2 separate regions of the Gossypium hirsutum genome follow, and region 2 is linked to region 1. A link is a contact called in public Hi-C data. All regions are on one chromosome and are shown on one strand. The core of a region is the stretch at or near the end of the contact, and the rest is flanking DNA. Distances in the headings are between cores, read along the strand shown. Region 1 holds the start of LOC107887767. Region 2 holds the start of LOC107886855 (inositol hexakisphosphate and diphosphoinositol-pentakisphosphate kinase VIP2).

Evidence for each region. A called contact is a pair of places that touch in the nucleus more often than the background predicts.
Region 2: a Hi-C map of leaf shows a contact between it and region 1, with 2.8 times the contacts expected there. The contact joins the promoter of LOC107886855 here to the promoter of LOC107887767 in region 1. A contact is called at or near these places in 8 of 34 Hi-C or Micro-C datasets (callus, hypocotyl and leaf).

Annotation. Positions count from the first base shown.
Region 1 is chrD04:8,314,497-8,319,533 of Gossypium_hirsutum_v2.1, forward strand. LOC107887767 reads right to left here and starts at 1,696. Exons shown (of 2, transcript XM_016811996.2): 1 at 1,242-1,696; 2 at 740-1,167. The coding sequence starts at 1,546. The coding sequence ends at 906. LOC107886863 (40S ribosomal protein S9-2) reads left to right here and starts at 4,785. Exons shown (of 3, transcript XM_016810951.2): 1 at 4,785-4,978. The coding sequence starts at 4,951.
Region 2 is chrD04:8,511,188-8,516,218 of Gossypium_hirsutum_v2.1, forward strand. It overlaps LOC107886855 (inositol hexakisphosphate and diphosphoinositol-pentakisphosphate kinase VIP2), which reads left to right and starts at 2,754. Exons shown (of 30, transcript XM_016810941.2): 1 at 2,754-3,262; 2 at 3,447-3,506; 3 at 3,970-4,016; 4 at 4,551-4,634. The coding sequence starts at 3,176.

The DNA.
Region 1 (5,037 bases), core at 446-2,945:
TATTAATTAAAAAGTCAAATTAAAAAACTTGAAAACAATATACTTATTAATTAAAAATTTAAAAGAAATTTAAAACAAGATGAAAAGAAAAATACAGATGTGAATAGGAGATGAATCGAACCAATAACTCGAGCAATACCATTATCATTTAAACATCTAACTAAAAAATCTAATGTAATAAAAGAAAACGTGTTTTGCAGAAAGTGTTTTCCGACACGTTAGCTGCGTATTTTGTACTTCTCTCTCTAAAATCTGTCTATTTCTCTAAATTTGAAAAATAAAATGATGTACTTTACTAAATATATTTTAAAACCGATATTTTCTTTTTTCTAATTTACCCTGTTTTGTATGGTAATTTCAATTTATTTACAAAAGAGATATAATATCGAAATAAAGGAAAAGATTTGAAGGGCTTAAATTTCACATCACACGTCACTTTTTAAAAAGTTAATCAAATAAATTAAATAAAGCAATTGAATTTTGTTTTCCATTTTTCTTTTATGAGATTTAAAAAGGAGAGAACCAGTGTTGAGTAATCATCAAAAATTAAATTTTATGAATTAAAAAATAATATAGAGAATACTTTAATTATTAATTTATTATTTTTGACCGAAAATATTTAACACTTGCTATGTTCTGTCTTTCATATTATTTACTAATTTAAGTGGCAATAATGCTGAATGATCCAAATATAATAAATAATTATCATGATCAAAGTGTAGAATTTAAGATTCAGATGTAAAAGAAGGTGAAATTTAAATTTTCTTTTTCTGAAGAAATACTGTGAAATAGGAACAAAGTGTAAACCATATACAGAAAGATAAAGATAAAGATAGTTGGGGACAGATATCTGGGTGTTGATGAGGCATGAACTACATTACACAGCACCCCTATTGACATGGTAATCAGCAGCCATCTGGGAGAACCTGAGCTTTGCTGTGTTTTTCAACATCATAAAAGTGATCATGTCGGGCATTATCAGCCAACATAAGGGCAAGTAACCAGAAGAGGGCTGAATCCAGGGATACAAAGGCACCACCACCAAGGAGTCCAGTCTTAGCAGTAGGGCATGTGGTGGTGGGATTGTGATGAACATTGCGAATCAAGTGAAGGTGCTCCGTGATCGTTGGCCACAACAGCAGTGTGGCTGCTACCCCACTTGTAAACCTGCCATACATAATTAAGGAAATCATTGAATCACATAATAATAATGATGATGGAGAGAGAGAGCAGTGGGTTACAAGGCAATGTTGAAGAAGACGAAGAAACTGGCGCTTTGAAAGAGGACAGAGTGTGGAACAGATTTCCCTTTGTAAGGGTAAAACAGAGACCAATAGCCAGCGATAGTCGATAGCATCAGAAATGCAACCGATAGGTAGCCCAGGGCCAGGGAGGGATCCCTTGGATACTTGCATATAACCACACCTTTACCAGGAATTGGGGTTCCAGCTTCTGGCTTTTTGTTTTCGGCTATGACTCCCAATATGAATGATAAGACGCCAAGACCGGCAACGATAAGGGCCGCTCGCTTGATGGTCACAGCCATGATCGATTTTTATTACAAGATGATGATGGTGATCTGATCAAAGGAATGAACACAGATAGGCAGTTATATATAAAAAAAGTTAATGTTGTCAAATCAAGTAGGGATCAATAATATCCAAAAATATATCTATTTGCGATTTTTTAATATATTACTCCTAATTTGTAGCTATCTTCAGGGCATTTATATGCAAAGTGTACTGTCCATGGCTGCCATAACCAGGAATAGAATATATATATATATTTATACTTATTTTTAATTCTATTTTGGGTGCGATTACATTTAAAAGCATGTTTTATTATTTAAAGTATTTAATATTTATTTTTAATAATTAAATTTAGATAAAAATATTTTATTAATTAAATAATAATTCAAATAGTCGAAATCTTTTTTGAAATCGAATTTTATTTTAAAAAATGAAAAAGTTTAAGTTGTGGGCTTGGGTTTTATTTTTTAAAATTTTTTTATATTTGGGCCATTATTTTTTGTAAATAGACTTTATTTTTATTTTTATTTATTTGTTTGATTTTTGTTGGGTCAGACGAAACTGGGCCCTTATATACAAAAAAATAACAGAATAGATTATTCCAAAGCCACTAAAACCATTTGAACAAGGCGAAGGCACAGGGTTGGGAGGGATTACCCAAATTTCAAAAGGATAAACTGCACCAAAGGTCACTAAATTATTAGTATATTTACGTTTTGGTTATTCAACTTTAAAAAGTTACAAAAATGGTCAGTGAATTATTTTAATAGTAACGATCTTAATAGTCCAGTGACTTAAATAAAACCTTTCAAACTAGTTTAATGATCATTTTATAACTTTTTAAAGTTTAATGACCGAAATATAAACCTACTAATAGTTTAGTGACATTGGATGTAGTTTACCTATTTCAAATTTTAATTTTATCGGTTATAATAAATACTAGATTTATGGGGCTATTTTACCAAAAAAAGCCCTTTTTAAAAAAAATTACCGAAATGGGCCGACTTTTTGATTATTTACCAGAATAGGCAATTTTCCGCGAAATCGCGTCCACGTCAGCGCGATGTCAGGGTACGTGTCAGACATCGCGTCCACATCAGCGCGACTTGTTGACGTGGAAGGAAATCGCGCCCCCTAGGACGCGATTTACTGACGTGGCATGAACAGTGTGTTTTTAGCTTGGAAAACTTTGAAAGGCCATAACTTTTGGCTCGGTTGTTCGATTGAGACGAATTTTTTTATTTCGAATAACTCTTCGAGATCTACGAGCATTTTCGTCGAAAAAGATCCTTTTTTGCCCCTAAATTTTGATTTTTTCGGTTTAAAATTGAATTTTGAAACATTCAAATCGTTATTTTCCTCATTTATTTGAAGTAAACACCGGATTTTTTTTGCAGAATTGTCTTATATCATCCTGTTATAGGTATAAGTCAGCTCATTCCACTTTTGAGAAGTTCCCTAAAATTTTCTATTTTATTCAATTTAGTCCCTAAAACCTAAATAGTCATATTTTCAAATCTAAGCTTCGTTTTTCAATTCAAATTCAATTTCATCCTTCCATAACATTCAAATATTCTTAAATACAAAAATTTCATGCTAATTTTGAAATAATTACACTTTAGTCCCTATACTCGTAACTAACAAATTATACTTTACAAATTAGTCCCTATTCATCTCTAAGCAGTTTGCCAGCGCGTAGATCTCGAAAAGTTATTCGAAATAAAAAAATTCGTCTCAATCGGACAACCGAGCCAAAAATTATGGCCTTTCAAAGTTTTCTAAGCTAAAAACACACTGTTCATGCCACGTCAGCAAATCGCGTCCTAGGGGGCACGATTTCCTTCTACGTCAACAAATCACGCTGACGTGGACGCGATGTCTGACACGTACCCTGACATCGCGCTGACGTAGACGCGATTTTGCGGAAAATGGCCTATTCCGGTAAATAATCAAAAAGTCGACCCATTTCGGTAAATTTTTTTTAAAAAGAGCTTTTATTAGTGATTCTGTGAAAAATTATATAACAAATATATTTATCAAAAGTTGATATAAAAATGAATTAATGCTGCATGTAAACCCATTAACCAATCTCAAAGAGGATTTCAACTAGCTTCGAACGTTTCGTTCTGCAAGAGAGGAGAGGTCTGTGTCTAAGGTTTTCTTTAGTTTTCTGGTTTTAATTTTCTTTTGGTTTTCTCGAAAACTTTACTTTTTGTTGCTGGAACGTTTCAAGTCTCTTGACTTTTTTACCTTTGCATTAAAAAAAAGTATCAATTAATGCTTTTGGTTATAGTGGTAAAATTAAATGTTTGTTATGTAGGATGTTTTGGGTTCAAGTCTCATTATGATCAAATTTTATTGATTTATTATATATAAAAAGACAAAAATATTCTTATAAAATGTAACTTAATTTGTATATAAGAGGATAATTTAGTAATTTCACAATTGAGTTGGTGTAGACTTAATATAAGGTCACGTTTGTTTCACTGAAAACATCATTTGGAAATTGATTTTTGAAAAAGCTTATATATTCTCATATTTGGATGATTCTGTGTAAAATATTTTCGTTGTTTGATAAATTTTTCTAAAATTATTTTTTAAAAGTTGTTCTTTGTGAAACAAACACAACATAAATATATTTGTTAAAAAATATTATAATAGCATTTCCTTTTGACAATTAAAATTTAATAATAAGCCATACTTAATTAAAATTTAATTTAAATTACATATATTAATATATGACAGTAGATAGTGACACATTAGAGTTGGGAGGATAAATGAAGCTAAGCATGATTTAAATAAATACTAATATTTATATAATTGAAATATTCATATTTTGAACTATAAAATATTTATTATTAAATATTTATAAATTGCAACATATTTTTATTAAAATATAAACATAAATATTTTTCATTAATATATTAAAAATATTATTTAAAATTTAAAATTATTATTTTTAAAATTTATTATTAAAATAAATTTGTAATATTAAATAATTTATAATAATTTATATATATAATTAAACATGCATGTTTAGTAATATTCAACATTATAATATTTGATAATATTTTAATATTTTTAAAAAATAGAATAAAAAATTATTAATATATTAACATTAAGCGTGTTTCAAGTAGACATTAACCACGAGTTTTAAAGTTATTCTGTATACATGATATCACATATTTTAGTTATGGTTATTAAATTTCAATATGCCCAAAATTGAAAGACCCAAAGGCCCACCTTTATTCAAATGGAGCAGCCCACTAAATCCCCAAAATGGAAGAGGATGGAAACATTAGGGTTTAGGGTTTCCCTAATATATAATGATCTCGCTTCGCCTCCTTTCCCTTCCTTACCTCGGCTTCTTCCCTTCCTTGTATCTTTATTTTCTCGCCTTTGACGAGGAGCCGACGCTACCATGGTTCACGTCAGTTTCTACCGCAACTGTAAGATAACTCCATTCTCCTCTTTTTTTCCTCGCTTTACCTTTTTTCTTATTCAGAAT
Region 2 (5,031 bases), core at 1,504-4,003, 200 kb after region 1:
TTTTAAAAAAAATAAAATACATTAATTTATTTTTATATTGAATAAATACAATTATTTGTGCATGCATCATGTTAGTGTAAATTAGTATTATATCAATAATTGTGTTAGTGATTTGTGAAAGTTAAATCAAATTAATATTTAATGTAAAAAAATGCATAAAATCAAAATTTGTGTATAACATTGCACATAAGGATGGTAAAAAGAACTCGAAACTAACTGGTTTCAACCCAATCCTATCCAATAGGGTTGGATTTTTTTTTTTTTGAAAATGTAGAATGGTTTTTTGTTTTTAAAAGGGGTAATGTCACATTTGCTACTTGTACTTTTATAAAATGTTCAATGTGATACCTAAACTATTAATTTGTATATTATTTGGTATTTGTACTTTCATAAAATGTCCAATGTGGTACCTGAACTATCAATTTGTGTATTATTTAGTACTTGTACTTTCATAAATTGTCTAATGTGGTACTTATACTTTGAGAATGTTCAATGTAGTACTTGAATTATCAATTTATGTATTATTATGGTATCTAAATTTAACACCCATAGTAAATACTAAGCCAACTAATGAAAATTCGACACATGAATTTTTTTCAAATCATTAATTCCATATGAATAACATAATATTACGTGAAATGGAAAAAAAATGAAATGATATTTGAGATCAAGATATTTAAACTTCTATTCAAGCTCAATAAATGGGAAATTTTGGTTTATATAAATTTTGGAAAACAACAAAATCTAAGTAATCTTGAGTTAAAAAAATGATGTTTTTTTAAAGTTAAACTTATATGGTTTAGATTTAATTATTTGTTTTTTAAATTTAATTTAATTTAATTCCATTTTTTATGCTTTATTATTTATTTTTCATAATATTATTATTCATGTGAAATTAATGATTTGGAAAAAAAATTATGTGTTGAATTTTCATTTGTTGGTTTAGCATTTACTAAAGGTGTTAATTCCATATATCATAATAATACACAGATTGATAGTTCGGGTACCACATTAAACATTTTCAAAGTATAAGTACCACATTGGATGTTTTCAAAGTAGAAGTACTACATTAAACATTTTATAAAAGTACAAGTACCAAATAATACACAAATTAATAGTTCAAGTACTACATTAGACATTTTTAAAGTACAGGCATCACATGGACATTTTATGAAAGTATAGATACCAAATGTGACATTATCTCTTTTTTTAAAGTTCTCGATCGAGATTGAGTTTAGACCGCCTTACCCTGGGATATTTACAAAATTACTCCTCATTTTATTTTTATTTATGATTTAATCCCTAAATGATTTTAAGGGCTGTAAATTTATGTACTTACTTGATTTCTGGCAGTGGTTGTTAGTGATTACACTAAAGTAATGATAGTTGAAATTAGACATTGGATGCTTGAAAGGGGCATAAACCTGTAGAAAAAAACCAAATACAAAATTCGTATATGACCATGTAATAGTATTTGTCTTGTGCTATTTACATGGAGCCATTGATTGAATAAACTAATCTATTGTAGGCAAGTAAATAGCTTTAAACGTCTATAAAATTCATCTACTGCCTACTGCACTATTGTTCTTTTTTCCTGAACTAGTAGCTCCAATTGAATCAGATTTAGCAAAGTGACTAATATACATAATTTATATTATCAAGTAAGCAATCAAGACATTGTTTCATGATAAAAGAATTCAACATATTAGAGTGAAGTGTTTTATAATCAAAGAATTGGTTAATTTGAAGCAATAAAATGAAATAAACTTCCATCAGGTTGGGTTGAAATCGGACTTTTAATAAAATTTTGGGTTGAGGTTAGGGCAAGTTTATTTTTCTAATGTCGGGATTGAGTTAGAGTCGAGAGACGAGAGTAGAACTTAGGGTCGAGGTCGAGGTGGACAACAATTCACCTTGCACCATTGTCATCACTAATTACACATTTGATAAAAGTTTATGTGTGGTTTCAAACTTTCCCTACAAGTTTTAAAAAAATAAATATATAAAAGAGATGTGAATCTACCAAATATAAACTTTTTTGTATTATATTATTTTTATATTAGCTTGAAATTAGTACATAATGGATGTTGAAATTAATAAATCTAAAACAACTTATTTTTGTGTTATGATTAAAAATATCAAATTTATTATATATTTGTTTATATTAAAGAAAATTCAAAATTAAACACTCTATTAAACTTATGAAAAATAGTAAATTGTACAGGGGTGAAGCTAGAAAATTGTTTAGGGGTCGAAATTAAATTGTAATTTTTAAAGGATTAAATCAAAATTTTATCATTGGGGGGACAAAATACAATTTTACCTTTACTAATTTAAAATTTTAAAAAATTTAAAAGACCTAAATAAAAAAATTTATTTTAGGGGGCCTAGGCCCCTGCCAGCCCCCGAATTCGCCCTTAAAATTGAACCAAACATTTTCAAACTACAAATAATATTTTAAATTGATCCTCAAACTTTAAAATATTTTAATCACATTGTCAAATTTTAAAGTTTATATTGATTAAGTCATTTCATTTCACCGTTAAGTGGTACTTAAAATAATTAAAAATACATGTATACATGCATACATACATATAATGTATCAATGTGAAAGTAATAGGTTTAATTGATATAAGGTTTAAAGTTGGAGATGTAGTTAGAAATTAAAGGGTAAGAGATTTACCAAAAAAACCCCTCAAACTTTGCACGTCCCTGTCACAAAGCAAAATCATCATCCATTTGAATATTCCGGAATCCAATATCTTTCCTCTCCAAACACCCCCACCCTCAATACTAAAAGGAATCTATAAATATATTTTTAATTCAAAAAATAGAAGTTTTTCATTTTTGTTCGGCTTTGAAAGCGTTCCATCTCATTTTCCTCTCCGATATTTCGCGCGACTTACTCAACGCCTTGCCTTCTTTATTCTTCGCTGAATCGCTTTCTCTGTTTTTTCTTCTTTTTTTTTCCCGTTTTTACTGTTTTATTTTATTTTATCTTTTTACTTCTTCTTGATCTTATATTATACGTATGAGAATATATATACCTGGAAGTTTCCGATTTGCGTTCTGGCGGTGATTGGCAGCGGAAGAGTTTTCCGTCGCAGTGTTCTTTTTTGTTCGCTGAGATTACTTTTCTTTTTTGAGATATAAAGAGAAAAAGGAAGACTCAGAGATGGTAGGAGCAGGAGATGGAAGAGGATATAAGAAGATAATTGTTGGCGTTTGCGTCATGGAAAAGAAGGTGAAATGCGGAAGCGAGGTCCTTGTCTCTTTTGTTCGCTCGAGTTTTCTACTAAATATATGAAGAAATTATAATTTTTTCATAAAAAATATAATATAATTGGACGACGTATGACTTTGTATAGTAATATAATTTATTATTTATTGCTATGTGTTAATGCTTAAATTTTAAGCTTTTAAAACATTTCCTGTCCTTTTTTCAGGCTTTTTCAGCTCCAATGAGACAGATTTTGGACAGGATTAAGGCTTTTGGCGAATTTGAGGTAGATAAGATATAACTTTTAAACTTTAAATTAATCTGAATTAGAATTGTTTTATTTATGTATGAGTTGAATTTGATGTAACTTGAATTAGTTTACGGGAAATATAAATGGATAAATCATGGTTTGCTCATTTACATTGATGAAAAATGTAAATTTTATTTTTTGGTAAAACTCTAATTAAGTGTTTGGAATGCTATGCTGGAGTTTGTTAGTGTGTGCTATATTGCACCCTATGTTAATCAGACTTGGGTTTAAGTATTGGATATGATATGTATTCAACACATGCATGTTCAATTTTTTTCCATGCAGTTGAAGGGTACTTCAACGGCCATATTTCTTACATCCATGTCCGAATATGCATAAGATATGAGTGCTGGACGCATGTACTTCAAGAAAAATGTTTTGTTGTTTTGTTCTTATGGATTTCTTGCTTTGCAATGTCTTTCTTTTTTTCTTCTTGTAGATTCTCCATTTCGGTGATAGGGTTATTCTTGAAGATCCGATAGAAAGGTACATTTTTGGTTAATTAGTGAATCACTTTGTCTCAGATTTACATTGTGATATTTTTTTTTTGGTTATAATTGGCATTGTTGGTGTCGTTATCATTTATTTATTTTTATTTTAAACTTAGAAGACAGAAGAAAGGAAGAAGAAAGAAGGGGTGGAGGAGATCCACAGATTTGCTAATTAAATTTCCAGTTGAAAGCAGTAAATAGACGGTTGCATTTATGTTGAAAAATTTGAAATCTTCACTTTTAGCTGTTATCTTCCTATTGATTTATTTTCTTGTCATTTGTTTTTTCTTCGAAAGGTATAGTTTGAGTCTGAGCAACTGTGTGATTTGAGATCATAATTTACCCTGTCTCCTTTCATTGAATGATTATATGATTTTTCGAGGGAGTTAAGTTGGAGGATGTGTGAGGGAGATGTCCATATTTGTGTAACGAGTGTACTTCTCGTTATCAAACTCTAACGGTCAAGGTTCACATTGTTTTTCTTACCTAGCTGAGAGGTCGTAATTTCTTGTAATTATGCTTGTTTCAGCTGGCCAATCTGTGATTGTTTAATTGCATTCTACTCCTCTGGATTTCCCCTCAAGAAGGCTGAAGAATATGCTGCTTTAAGGAAGTAAGTTCTTATATTTATATATATGTCTAATTTTGTATGTATGTATTCTATTTGCATGTTCACAATAGGGAATCAATTTGTAACTTCAATGTGGGAAACTTAACATAATGATTGAATAACTTTTTGACTGTCATACTTTCCTATCTTGCTACAAGTAATGTGCTAAATGTTGGTCAAGTAACGCCTTAAAAAATTAAAGAATTCAGAGACATGATGAGATTACTTCAAAATTCTGATATTTTCTTTTGTACATAGGTCTTAAAATTAGATTCCATTAAAAGTTAATTATTTATATTAATTCTGATTGGATCTTGGGTCTAACTCATCAGCATCAATCCATCAATATGATGAGGTATGAGGTCTATAGATATAAAAGTATTAAGTCTCAATCCAAATG